Linked DNA regions of Sus scrofa: region 2 is linked to region 1. The links are chromatin contacts, called in public Hi-C maps. All regions are on one chromosome and are shown on one strand. The core of a region is the stretch at or near the end of the contact, and the rest is flanking DNA. Distances in the headings are between cores, read along the strand shown. Region 1 holds the start of CYP3A22 (cytochrome P450, subfamily IIIA, polypeptide 22). Region 2 holds the start of LOC110259856 (cytochrome P450 3A29-like).

The links. A called contact is a pair of places that touch in the nucleus more often than the background predicts.
Region 2: a contact with region 1 is called in a Hi-C map of liver, with 2.9 times the contacts expected there. The contact joins the promoter of LOC110259856 here to the promoter of CYP3A22 in region 1. A contact is called at or near these places in 1 of 5 promoter capture datasets (liver), 7 of 47 Hi-C or Micro-C datasets (differentiating spermatogonia, embryonic fibroblasts, fetal liver and 3 more) and 1 of 2 datasets of contacts at active chromatin or transcription factors (alveolar macrophages).

Annotation. Positions count from the first base shown.
Region 1 is chr3:6,623,157-6,630,446 of Sscrofa11.1, reverse strand. CYP3A22 (cytochrome P450, subfamily IIIA, polypeptide 22) reads right to left here and starts at 3,587. Exons shown (of 14, transcript NM_001195509.1): 1 at 3,438-3,587. The coding sequence starts at 3,508.
Region 2 is chr3:6,785,154-6,792,443 of Sscrofa11.1, reverse strand. LOC110259856 (cytochrome P450 3A29-like) reads right to left here and starts at 2,716. Exons shown (of 13, transcript XM_021086162.1): 1 at 1,979-2,716; 2 at 1,100-1,193. The coding sequence starts at 2,049.

The DNA.
Region 1 (7,290 bases), core at 2,338-4,837:
CAGGCCTTGGAGCAACCACAGGGTTCTTATCTGCAGAATGAAAACTGTGTTTAAGACTTCTGCTGTCGCTGCAGAAATGTGAGCACCTTTCAGCTACACCCGAGTCTCTGTCCTCAGGCAATTTGGTTGACGTGAGCTGCAGAGAAGGGTGAGTGCCCCTATGTTCCCTGAATGAAACTGTACAAAGGAACCCATGATGAAAGGATCCATTTCTAGGAGTTCCCGTCGTGGCGCAGTGGTTAACGAATCCGACTAGGAACCATGAGTTTGCGGGTTCGGTCCCTGCCCTTGCTCAGTGGGTTAACGATCTGGCGTTGCCGTGAGCTGTGGTGTAGGTTGCAGACGCGGCTCGGATCCCGCGTTGCTGTGGCTCTGGTGTAGCCCGGTGGCTACAGCTCCGATTCAACCCCTAGCCTGGGAACCTCCATATGCCGAAGGAGCGGCCCAAGAAATAGCAACAACAACAACAGAAGCAAAAAGACAAAAGACAAAAAAAAAAAAAAAAAAAAAAGGATCCATTTCTAGACCATTCCCCCTGCATGGCGTCTGGCCCTCTAACCCATGATATTCACCTGCTACGCACAGACCAGGCGCACTCATTTTTTTTTTCAACTTTATCAGTCATAAAGCAATTAGTGTACTGCCTCTGTTGTCACCTATGTCAAAAATCCATTAGGGCTGCTGCTTCCCACGACTCGAGGGCTTGCAGGTCATCCTGCATGTATTATGGGTGCCATGTCGCACAATTCGAGGTTCTGGATCTTTGCAAGCCTGCTCCCTCTGATGTTACTCGGAGATGAGAGTGGAGAAGAGAGGCTGAAGAAACCATTTCAGCCATGAAGCTGCTAATCCTCCAAGGCCAACTCTGTGGATGCCAATTAGGGCGGCACGGCTGAAAGGGATGCTCTGTATAAAGGCTCAATATCCCTACAGGTGATTTCAGCTAAAAGATATGCCCCCCCCCCAAACTTCAGGTATTATTAGCCTGTGGATACCGAAAGAAGCAGTGTTATGACATAAAATGTTCCAGAATGCTGGGTTAGGACCCTGGCTCTTCTTCTTTGGAGGTTAGTCTTTAAGGTAGTACAGGTTCAGACTTTCCATACGAAAAATACAGCAATCTTAAATGATCAAAGAAACCCCAACATCACATGGAAGGACGGGTGTTGGAAGGGCCCACAGAAGAACCTTGGCCAACCGCAGCTGGGTGTTTCTGCCTTTCCTCCAGAACAGCTGGTGGAGGTGTGGGCATCAACTGACCAAAAAAGGGGGGAGGGAGGGGCTGGGCAATTTGCCAAGCAACTGAGCAAATGTAACAGAAAACTGGCCCCAAGGAAAGATCTGGTCTGATGTCTAAAGTCACATGGTTCCTTTCAAGGCCGAGGGTGGGCTGGCTGAATTCTTGGGTTCCTTTTCCAGCTTCCTATTTTTTGGTAGAGTAAAGCTGCTTTGAGTACAAAGGAAGGGCCCAACCATAAAGCCAATCATTCTTATTGTGTTCACACCGTGTCGACGTCAGGAGAGCACTGCCTGCAGCCACTGACTCTTGGCTGCACCAGCGGCTATGGTGGTGTTTGCCTGCTGACACCATCTCGTTCCAGCCTCAGTGCCAGACCACACAGTGTGACTTCGAGGATGTTGCCATCGTCAGGCTTCAAGCAGGTGAGATGCCAACCCTGCTGACCTGTGGGACCAGGTGAGATGAGCATCTCTGGGAGGTCTGCTCTGAGGAATGAGGAATATTCTCGCCTCCATCCTGACCCTCCCTGGATGCCTCCCCATCATCACTGGCCCCCAGGCACGCTTACTCGCCTGCACCGAAGACTAAAATAAACTGCTGGCAGGTATATTTTAATATATATATCATAGAAGTATATATCTGTACAATAGATTCATATTCCAGACATTATCCTAAATGGTGAATTTATTTTTACATACCTTTGCATCTTCTGAATACACCCCTCTTTCATCATTCAGGGGAAAAAAAAATGCTGGAGTTCCCATCTGGCACAGCAGAAACAAATATGACTAGGAACTCCAAGGTTTGATCCCTGGCCTCGCTCAGTGGGCTAAGGATCTGGCATTGCCGTGAGCTGTGGTGTAGGTCACAGACACAGCTCAGATCCTGTGTTGCTGTGGCTGTGGTGTAGGCTGGCAGCTGTAGCTCTGATTGGACCCCTAGCCTGGGAGCATCCATGTGCCATGGGTGCAGCCCTAAAAAGCAAAAAAAAAAAAAAAAAAAAAAAAAAAAAAAAAAGGAGCTGGAAATACTGATATCAACTTTTGAAATCTGGTACTAAATAGAATGAAATTAAACCATTAATTTTACACTATCATCAAGGTTGCTGCAATACCTTGAACTCTTAGTATTTTTTTTCAAGGAACTACACGGTTGATATTAACCATGTCCATATCATCATGATTTCCTATACTCAGTGACAGTGAAATTGAGGTCCAATGTGATTTGGAGGGGGTATGTCTACCCACTGGAACGTAAGTCCTCTCCTGACCAGTGCCATGGTACCAGGAATCCCACCATGGAAAGAGATTCTCCCGCTGGATGGTTTAGATTCATCCTGCTGCGCTGTACTTAAAGAGAAAAAACACTTTGAACCCACATTGGACGGGGGGCTTGTGCCTTAGCAGACTTCATAGTACAGGGGAAATAAGTGTATACACGGACGCTAACTCTTCCGGAGACGGAGGGAAAGGTGAGAGAAACGAATAGGACATCAAGGTCTCTGCCACGTCTCCCCAGAGCTAAAGGTTCCTCATTCTGGAGCAGACGTTCTGCACAGTGCAGGGCAGAGGGACTGAGTCTTAGAAAGAGAGTGCCAGGAGAGGGCTGAGTGTGACAAGAGGGGCGAGTCTCCAGCCCTCCGCAAAGTCTGGGGGACCAGGCACCTTATGTAAGTGACCCCCGGGAAAGGAGGGGAGGGAGCAGGAACCCACGAGTGACACAGGGGCCAATCTTTCTACAGGTCTCTTGCAGCAGATACAGAAACCAGAGGCTGAAAGGAAACGAAAACCCAAGTTAGGTTACTTCTTCCTGCTCAGGATCCCCAGGTGTGGGAAAGTGGGGGGGTACCCCACGGCGCAGGGGCCAGTTGTTTTCAATCTGCTTTACTGGATTCTGGTTGGTTAGTCTAGGTCCATGCAAACCGAAAGTCAATCAGAAGGTCATCCCCAAGAGCAAATAACATCGCCAAACACTTCTAACTGCAGTAGCAGGAATGGAGTGGAGGTGGTGGTGGTGTTACCCCTTCGACAGACCTGGCTAAGATCAGTGGGGACCCCTTTGTCTTTGTAGCATCCAAAGCTTCAGCAGCTACCCCTCCACTTGCCTAGATCTTCAAATGGCGAAGGGAAAGGGGAGCAGATTTGCTCTGTAACCAAGTCCAAGGTTACAGAGGAGATGAGCCTGGACCGCTACTCACAGATAGAGGAGCACCAGGCTGGTAGCCAGAAGCAGCCAGGTTTCCACAGAAAAGCTTGGGATCAGGTCCATGGCCACCGTCCTCTGGGGTTCCCTCCTCTGAGCGTCCCTTCAGCCGTGTGTGCTGCTCTTTGCCTCTGAGAGTGCAGAGGTCCCCTTGCTGCCCACTGGAGAGTCACTGGGGCTGGAGGTTTAAGTGCTGGGAAAGGAGGTGGGGCTGGAGCTGCAGCCAATGGAAGAGCCCCCTGTGCTCCACCTGCTGGAGCCCCTCCTGCCTTGAGAGCTGGCAAAGCTTCATGGACACTCCAGTTAGTCCTCCCCAGAGTTCATATTCTGTAGGAATTCAATAAACAACCAAATCAATATCATCAATGAGGTTACCGAAACTTAAATAAAGCCATTGACCTTAAATTTCCTAAACAGCCCTGTCTCCATGACTGACAGAAATAAAGTCCAAAATACCTGAAATCTTTCAGACGAGCTAGGTCTACAAATCTTTACCCCTGTGGTTCCCTCTGCCCAGCAATGCCCTTGTTACCCCCATAAGGTTCCTACTTATCCTTCAAATCCCAGCTCTGACAGAACCTTCTGAGTTCAGAGTCCTTCCTAACCAACCTCCTTGACCCGAGAGAACCATTTCCTGCACTGGGTCTTCTGTCCCCTGCACACAAGTCCATTGCCTCCAGCACCACTGCTGGTTTCCTCACCTCCATCCCCTCACCAGATGGAGAGCTTGGGCACAGCCTGGGTATTAGTCACAGTTATTGCCCTGGTGCCCAGCACAGGGCTTTCTACAGAGTGGGCATCCAGAAAGGTTGGTGGACTTGTGTTGATGGGGTAAGTCCGCGGGGCCCCTTTTCTTATGGCTCTTTAGTGACCACGCCATCTTCCTGGGCTGTTCATACAACAAGAGGTCCTGGCTTGGCCTCGGCCACTTTCTCTACACAGTCAGGACGATCCATCAGGATTCTGTAGACAGGAGGCCCCCGAGGGAGAGGCAGGACGTGGAGGAGATGGTGATGGCTGCACCAAGGGTAGCAATTCAGGCTGACCCCTCAGAGGGTCCTGCAATAGTTAGCAAGTTAGATTCTAGACCAAAAAATGGCCCCCTCTCCCTGGAAAAGTCACAATCCAAGATCAGTGAGTATAAGGAGACTGAAAAGAGGAAGGCAGCCCAATGGCCAAGTGGACACCTCTCTCCTTATCCACCAGTGACATGGTTCATACAGCACACAGGACTCCAAAACGTACACAGAAGGTTTTTCTACGGAGAAAAGGGGGGGCAGGGTCAGAGCAGATGGCCTCCTGCTTTTTGGCAAGTGAGGAATTTTTTATTGGGTAACGAGGTGCTGATAAGGCAGAGGCCTATAGTAGCAGTTGATGTCACCTGTGAGCCCCACCCCCACGCCGCTGAATTCCTGATGAGAGAGATATGAGGGTTAAACATTGAGAAATTACATCGGCTCATTATCAGCACCCTGAACCATGCCCTGTATCTTCTTGGCTGAGAAACCATGGATTATGTGAAAAACAAAACCTCAAAGGTTCTTAAAACTCACCAGAAATATAACACATTTAAGCTGTTTGTGTACCTTCTTCTCTCTTCACCTTTCTCACTTTCAGTCCTTCTGCAGAAAGCGATACTACTCTCCTGCTAACTCTTTCTCTCCCTCTGGCCTGAAAGTCCCCAGGGCTGCCCATCACTGGCCTGTGTGGGTGGATGGCTCATTGGTAACATGCAGTGAGTTCCGACTCTGTCACTTGCCCTCTTTGATTTTCTTGGGAGTGTGTCATGCAGCATGAAATTTCTGTCATCATCATTTGCCATCTCTTGGTTCAGACTTTCTCCAGGAGCTAAAAGCCATAGCTGTCCCTGATAAGGGAAATGCATGACTACATCTGTTCATCTGTGCAGTGATTCAAGGCCAAGTGGGTGACCCGCAGGTGCAGGTCCTGTGCTGGGCTTCGGGCTATAAGCTCTACAGTCCCCTCCCTTGGGAGCAGCCTCCCGTGGAGGGAGTGAGACACAGAGCCAGGCCCAGTGTGGGACACACCCCTAGGGAAATGGAGCCCTACAGAGAAGTAACGAGGAGAGACGGGGCTGCAAGGTTGAAAAACCCACAAAGACAGGGATAGGAAGCTAAAGATGATCCCCAGAAAAAGTAGGAAACGAAGTCCTGGAATTTTGATGTTTCTGCCCCCTTTGGGTGCCTCCTCTGGGTACCTATAAACAGGGTTATGCTACTACCCCCAGTTTACAGAAGAGAAACTGAGGCTCGGTAAAGCGTAAATGGCTTCCCAACAGCTGCTGATCAAAACGTGTTATAAAGATGCCAATAGGGAGCATTGGTAAGTCTGCTGCTGTTCTGATACGCCAGCATTCAACATGTGCCATTTCACGAGAAAGGGTCACTTTGGGAAACAAGGCTGCACTAGCGAATGGGTTAAAATTCTGGTTTCTGAAGTTTCCTCAGCGGCCCAGCAGGTGAAGGAGCCTGCATTGTCACCACTGTGGCTCAGGTTGCAGCTGTGACACAGGCTTGATCCCTGGCCCTGGAATTTCTGCATGCCAGGGGTGCAGCGGAAAAAAAAAAAAAATCTGGTTTCTATCTCCATGGCTCCCCCTGCCCGGGACCTCCCGCCTGGATCCCCAGAACACTACATTCCTGACTGAGACGAACACAAAATACATCCAACACGCAAAGATCAGGGTGTCATCTGATAACTACTGACACCTTAATTCACTCAACGAAACCCACAGCCTTTCTTCTTCTTCTTCTTCTTGGAAACAAAACCCTCGTGGAAAGTATATGCTTTCATCATCCTTCAAAGCACGCGCTCGGCATCGATGACTTTCCCACGGAGCCTCATCAGCCTGCTCGCCACAGGGCAGGTCTAGCGAGTTGGAGTCGAACCCAATGGCAACAGGGTGGTTGTCGCTTGGAACCATAACGTAGCCAGGACCGTGTTCTAAGCAGCATAAATGGCCCTGCTCTGCAAGGGGAAATAACAGAAGGCATGGGCTTTGCGCCCCTTCATTCCGCAGCTGGGAACACCGACCATGGAAAGTCTGACATATCAGGACTGTGAAGGGGGCCGTGTGGGCCTGAGGGCACCCCCAGACCCCGTGTCTCTCATCTACTCTTTTGGGCGCTAATGGACGCATCAGGTACCCAAGCTCTGCTCTAGATGCTTAGGCTGCAGGTACGACTACGGCCCAGGCATTAGTGGGGATAAAGAGACAGACAAACAGGCAACTGTAGCACAGCCAAGGCAAACTAATTACACGGGTCTGAGAACACAGTGGAAAAGGCTTATCTTTCTCAGATAACACCTAGGGTGGCATTAGGCTCAGATATCCCTGTAGGGCAACAGGCTATCAGGGACTCAGTCATGCAAGAGCCACCAGCAGGCTGCTATTCCTGTCTTTTTTTTTTTTTTTTTAGGGCTGCACCTGCAGCCTATGGAAGTTCCCAGGCTAGGGGTCAAATTGGAGCTACAGGTGCCGGCCTACACCACAGCCACGGTAATGACAGATCTGAGCCGTGGGATCTGAGCCACATCTGTGACCTACACCACAGCTCACAGCAACACCAGATCCTTAACCCACTGAGCGAGGCCAAGGATCGAACCCTCATCCTCATGGATCCTAGTCGGGTTCGTTACCACTGAGCCATGATGGGAACTCCCTGTTCCTGCCTTTTTAGAGGTAGCTCCTCTTCTGGAAAGCCTGCTCTGACTTCCACTGGCCAAGGGAACTGCTTAGGGTACAAGGAGGCAGTGTTGACCAGGAGTGAGTTGTTAGATTCAATTTCCAAGGGTCACTCTCAGGAGTGGGCAATGAAAGCAAGATT
Region 2 (7,290 bases), core at 1,467-3,966, 160 kb before region 1:
GTCTAGCAGATTTAAGTAAGGCTAAGGCATGTGTGTTGAGTGAGAAAGTGAGCGAGTGAATAAGTGGCAAAGTGGACTTGATTTTGAGTTTTCCAGCTCAACACGGAAAAGATGGGGAGATGCCACAGCTCCACAAAGGATAGCGAGGATTAAAGCACTTGCTCTGAGTTTTCACTCCTGAAACTTAAGAAGAATTTTCTTGTCACTAGGTTTCTGCTGTGATTTTTTTCTTTTTCCCTTTTACAGTTGCACCTGCAGCATACGGAAGTTCCTGGACTAGGGGTCAAAATCTGAGCTGCAGCCACAGCTTACACCATAGCCATGGCAACTCAGGTACCAAGCGGCATCTGTGACCTATGTTGCAGCTTGTAGTAATGCCAGATGCTTAACCCACTAAACGAGGCCAGGGATCGAACCCCCATCCTCACAGAGACAACAATGTCAGCTCTTTCACCTGCTTAGCCACATGGGAACTCCTCTGCTGTGATATTCGATGGTTTAACTATGAAAATGAAGGTCCCAGAACTGCAGGTCTTGGGGTACATCTACTAAAGAGTTCATTTGGAAAGCAGGGGTGACAAGGAAAATATTGCTTCTGAGGGAAAGAAGTTCAGGAAGTTCTCAGGCAGTAATGAGACAAGGAGAGCCTCGGTTGGGAGAATCAGGATATGAAGTATGAACTCTTATGCTTATGGCTATAGTTTATGCTACCAACAGGAACGTTTGACTCTAGTGCACACAACTTAATGAAACCAGGCACCCATGTAATGCTCTTCTTCTAAAGGCGATTGTCCCTGCCTGGGAACCTGCATCTGGGAGAAAGAAAATCCTGTTCACAAAAATCACAAGTTGGAACTTCAAGTCCTGTGCTGAATCAGCCAGAGAGCTGAGCTGTCTGAGGGAAAAGCTGAGGTTCCTAACAGCTGACAATGCATCTGTGGGGTAAATGTGGCCATGTGCTGCGCAAGGGCCATGGTGCCCTTTCTGGAAAGTGTGAAACCTCAGAACTTCCTCTTCCTGAGGAGAGGAACTTTTACTGAGGAACTTGGCTGGAATTGGCAACTGTAAGAAGCAAAGAGGGAGCTCAAATAACACATACCTTACGGTAGGCCAGAATATTTCCAAAATAAGGCACAGGTGTCGGCCCAGGAATCCCCAGCTTCTTAAAAAATCCATGTGAATAAGTCCCATATCTACAAAATCAAAGAGAAAACCAGGTCACAGGGACTGAGGAACAGGTGCTGGGGCTGGCTAGTCAGTGACTCAGACCTGCAATCATCAACCTCAGAGGTAACATGTAGGCAATAAGCAATTAGTAACTCAAAAAGGAATAATTACATTCACTCTTCATCTCATTTCCCACCACTATGAGATCCATCAAAGGTAATAATGATTAGCTAAAAGCAGCTGAAGTCTAAAAGGTCCCAATCCTAGAACAAATATTTCATATATGTTTCCAGTTTGAGTGCTCCTGAGTTCAGGCTGGTGTTCTTCCAGAAAACTAATGTTAAGAGTTACTTGATTCTGCCATAATTTGGAGATTCTCATTCTAGGTAGAAATGAGAAAAAAAATTCTGTACCACTGAAAGCTCTAGCAACTTTTTCTCAGTTAACTTTGATCTTCAAAACAGACAGAGATAGTGAGACAGTGAGACACCAATATCACTTGCTATCACTCATATGTGGAATCTAAAAAAAAAAAAAAAAAAAAAAAAAGGATGCAAGAACTTCTTTGCAGAACAGATACTGACTCACAGACTTTGAAAAACTTATGGTTTCCAAAGGAGACAGGTTGGGGGTGGGGGGATGGCTGGGGGTTTGGGATGGATATCCTATAAAATTGGGCGGTGATGATCATTGTACAACTATAAATGTAATAAAATCCATTGAATAATTAAAAAAAAAACAGGGAAAGGAGGACCTATTTAGCACCCCAAGCCCAAGGCTATGGAGGAGACAGGTCTGGACAGTTACTCACAGATAGAGGAGCACCAGGCTGGTAACCAGGAGAAGCCAAGTTTCCACAGAAAAACTTGGAATCAGGTCCATGGCCACCGTCCTCTGGGGTTCCCTCCTCTGAGTGTCCCTTCAGCTGTGTGTGCTGCTCTGAGAGTGTGGAGGTCCCCTTGCTGCCCACTAGAGAGTCATTGGGGCTGGAGGTTTAAGTGCTGGGAAAGGAGGTGGGGCTGGAGCTGCAGCCAATGGAAGAGCCCCCTGTGTTCCACCTGCAGGAGCCCCTCCTGCCTTGAGCGCTGGCAAAACATCATGGACACTCCAGTTAGTCCTCCCTTGAGTTCATATTCTATGGGAATTCAATAACAACTCAGTCAGGGTTATCAGTAATCCCAAGCATTACAGAAACTCACATAAAACCACAGGCTATTAATCTCCTCTAAAATGCACTTGTCTCCATACCTGCCCACATGTTAAAATACTTGAAATTCTTTTGACAATCTAGATCGACAGATCTTTACCCATGCAGTTTCCTCTGCCTAGAAATTCCCTTGTTTTCTCTCTACATCCACTGCTCATCCTTTAAATCCCAGCTCAGACATAACCCCCTGTCTTAGAAATTTCCTAACCAACCTCCTCAACCAGATAGAAGCATTTCCTTTGCTGGGGTCTTCTGTCCCCTGCACACAAATCTATTGCCTCCAGCACCATTGCTGGTTTCCTCACCACTCTGTCCCCTCACCAGATGGAGAGTTTGGGCACAGTCTGGGTATCAGTTGCAGTTATAGCCCTGGTACCCAGCACGGTGCTTTCTACAGAGTGGGAATCAGAAAGGTTGGTGGAATTGTGTTGCTGGAAGTAAGACCACCAGGTCACCGCATGACTTTTTCAAGTGACTCATTGGTGACCACACCATCTTCCTGGATTGTTAGTACACCAGGAGTCCCGGCTGGGCCTCAGCCATCATCACTGCACATCCATGAGGATCCATCAGGATTCTGTTGACAAGAGGGCTCCAGAAGGAGAGGCAGAACATGGGGGAGATGGTGATGGTTGCATCAAGGGGTATCAATTCAGGACAATTGCTGTCCTGCCCTCAGAGTGTCCTGCCATAGACAGCAAGTTAGAAAGATTCTAGAGCAAAGAATGGCCCCTCTCTCTGGAAAGGCTGCAAGTCCAAGATCAATGGGTGTAAAGAGAGTGAAGAAAGGAAAGCAGCCTGGTGGCCAAGTGGACCCCAAACTCCTTATCTACCAGTGATGTGATACTTACCAGAGCAGATGGCTCCCTGCTTTTTTGATAAGTAGGGGATTTTTAATGGGTTTGAGAACTGGTAAGGAGAAGGCCTATAGCAGAAGTTGGTATCATCTGTGAGCCCCACCCCATTCCTGAAGAAACCTGAAAATTGAGGCTCTGGAAATTACATGACCTCATTGTCATGACTCTGATCCATGTCCTGTGTCTCCTTGGCCTGAGAAACCATGAATTATGTGAAAAAAATCACAAAGATTCTTAAACTCAATGGAAACACATGACATTTAAGCTGTGTGTGTGTGCTTCCTTCTTGCTTCATCCTTTCTCACTTCAGACCTTCTGCAGAAAGAGAGACCTCCATCCCTCTAGTCTGTTAGTCCCTTGGACTTCTGAACAATAGCCTGAATGAGTGGGTGTCTCATTGATAAATTGCAGTGAGTCCCAGCTATGTCATCTGCTTTCTTTATTTCCTTGGGAGCTTATCTCACAGCATGAAATTTCTACCATCATAGTTAGTCATCTTTGCGTTCATACTTTCTCCAGGAAGCACCTGCTAAGTGAAATGCATGAACACATCTATTCATCCGTTCATTGACTCAAGGCCAAGTGGGTGAATGTCAGGTTGTCTAAAAGCCCATGTTTTCACATACGGGCTTGTCACATGCTTTCAAAGCTCTATATGCTTAGGACACAAAAATGACCAAGACTTAGACATTATTCAGGTTGAAGTTAGGGACACAAACAGGTAGTTTTAGAACAGCCAATGTGAAGTAGTGACACAGGTATGAGAACACAGTGTCTCATCAACGTAAATGGCCTATCTTCTTTCTTAGTTCTTGGCAATCAGTCAAAGGTGAAAATCAAATAACACTCAGGGAAGCATTAGGCTCAGACATCAGTACAGGTAAACAGGTTGTCAGAGACTCAATGATGCAAGAAGCACAATAAGCCTGCTATTCCTTTCCCGTTATGCTGTTAGCCAAGTGACTCCTCTTCCGGGAAGGCTGTCCTGACTTCCACTTCCACTGGCTCAAAGAATTGATCACCGTATAAGGAAGCAACATTAGTCTGGAGTGATTTATATGTTAGATTCAAATTTCATAGGTCACAATCTGTGTGAAAACAGTGTGAGCAAGATTGTGTGTTTATAACTCTGCTCCCATGCCTTCATTGTTTTTAAAATTAACGTGTATTTGATTTACAATGTTGTGTCACTTTCTGCTATACAGCAAAGTGACTCGGTCATACGTGCATTTTATACACACACACACATTCTTTTTTAGTATTCTTTTCCATCACGGTCTATCCCAGGAGATTGGACATAGTTCCCTGAGCTATAGAGTAGGACCTGTTGCTGTTTATCCATTCTAAATGTAATAGTTTGTATCTGTATCTACTAACCCCAGCCTCTCAGTCCATCCCACTCCCTCCCCCATCCCCCTTGGCAACCAAAATCTGTTCTCCTTGTCTGTGAGTCTGTTTCTGTTTTGTAGATAGGTTCACTTGTGCCATATTTTAGATTCCACTTATAAGTGATATCGTATGGTATTTGTCATTCTCTTTCTGACTTACTCCACTTTATATGATAATATCATCCCTGAGGTTTTGCGAACAGTATTATTTTTTTTTCTATTTTTAAGCTCATTTCTTCATTCTTTGCGGTAGGGCAAAACTTGATAATGCCATTCTGGGGTAACAGGTGGTATTTAAGTGCTGGTGGCTTGGGGAAGGGAATAAACAACTTTTCGGGGTCTCCTGGTTTCCAGGATGGGAAGGATGGTGGGATGGGAAGATAGTGACTGAACATTCTCTCTTAGCCTTAGAGGAGGTGGGCACCTCACCCCAACATTGTTGTTGGCTGGGGTCCATGCCTGCTGCATTTAGGTCATGTGTTAAGATTAACTATAAAGAAGCTAAAAGCCTGCTCTCATGAAGCCTACACTTAAAGGGGAAAGAGACTCTAAACTAGTTAACTTCACAAATAAATACCGAGATGTAGGTCAGGACCTGTGCTTCCTTAGCATGGACGTGGTTGACCTTTCTTTCCTTAAACTCTGTTCTTCTTGAAAGACATGAAGACAAGAGAATCAGAAGGATGGATGCGATGGAAGCGTGTGAACTTGGGCATCCTGGGGTCTGTTTCCTCATCTGTCTGAGAGAGAAACTGACCAGAATTGACCTAAGACGACCTTATCCCAACCACAGTCCCCTTCACTGCCTGCCTCTCTCCACCTCTGTGTCTCTCCTCCTTCTCTTATATGTCATTTAAGATCCCCAAGTCTCCCAGCCCAGTCAGGATCCAAGGGTCCCTGAAGCCAAGACGGAATCAAGAGGGACCTGGCAGAGGACAACCACACATTTAGGTCCTGAGCTCTCAATTCTAAAGTAGTTTTTCTATTGGGACTGCAGAGAGGGGAACATCATACCACACTGACCACACACACACACACACACACACACACACACACACAGAGGGAGAGGGAGAGAGAGGAGGAGAGGGAGATGGGGAGATAGGGAGAGAGAGAGAAAAAAAAAAGTCTTATCCTCAAGCACTGGGCCAGCATTAAGAGATTCAATCCACCCAACAGACCTGTGAGATAGGTATCGGTATGATCCGTCTTTTAAGAATGAGCAAGCTGGGACACAGAAAATGTAAATGACCATTCAATAAGGCACTCACAGATTTCAAAACCATCTGTGGTCACCAATCTGGAAACTGTTAGGAGGAGGGAAGAAGTGGGAGGGTGGAAATAATATATCCACACTACTGTATAAAATAGATGAGTAACAAGAACCACTGTATAGCCCAGAAAATCTACTCAATAGATTGTAAGAAGCTATGCAGGAGAAAAGAATGGCTATATTTATATGTATGATTGATTCCCTTTGCTGTACTCTGAAACTCATTTGACATTATAAGTCAACTATATTCCAAAAAAATTAAATTTTTAAAAAAGAGATGCATTACAGAGTTCCTGTCGTGGCTCAGTGGTTAATGAATCTGACTAGGAACCATGAGGTTGCAGGTTCAACCCCTGGCCTCATGCAATGGGTTAAGGATCTGGCGTTTCGTGAGCTGTGGTGTAGGTCGCAGTCGCGGCTCAGATCCTGCATTGCTGTGGCTGTGGTGTAGGCCAGTGGCTACAGCTCCGATTAGACCCCTAGCCTGGGAACATTCATATGCTGCAGGTGCAGCCCTAGAAAAGTCAAAAAGACAAAAAAAAAAAAGAGAGAGAGAGAGAGATGCATCACTAATTACTCTCAGAGTCAGGAGTCAAATTTAGATTATCTTGTCTGAGAGCCCAAGGTCTTAACTTAAACTAAGCCCAGCCTTTCCCAAGAGTTTAGTGAGGGGACTGTCACAAGCCCAAGGCTTCAGAGTGGGTAGTGACCAGGGCTCTGCCCCAAGCCAGAGACATGGTGAGGCCCCCTGGCAAGTCCATCGATGGCAGCTGGAGTGAGGTCGGAGTATATTTTTTCAGACCCCCACACACTGCACCATGGAGGGGGCCCCTTCCCATGCCCTGAAGCAGAAGCCCTTCCACAGACTTCACAGCAAAGGAAGAAGAGGAGGAGGACTTCCTCGGGGCTGCTCACTTTCTACTCCATCCCGAGTTTCTCTTTGCCGATGAACTAACAACTATCATCTCTGCTGTGCTCTACAACGTTCCCTCACATCTCTCTTAATCCATCCTCGTGAAAACTCTGTGAGACAGACAGTGCTGGAATTATGGAATTCCCATTTGACAGAGTAGACACAGAAGCACAGGGTGGGAAAGGGTCCCAGCCAAGCAATTAAACCATGCATCCAGATCACAGAGCCAGATCTTGAGATTCTAGACGGCACCTACGGCTTGCTTGCCTAGATTCAAGGGGCTTCCTGAAATAACTTTGCAGGAAGCAAAGTATATTCCCATAGAATATTCCACACTTCCCATCCTGCTGCCGCTTTTGTTCTAAAAGCTACACAGCCAGTTCTGACCACAAAAACAACATCCTTCTACCCATTACTAAATGAGGTATTCCCTGGACTTTGGGTGTCAGCTGTCAGAGGATATTGCAAATGGCTTGGACGTGTCACAG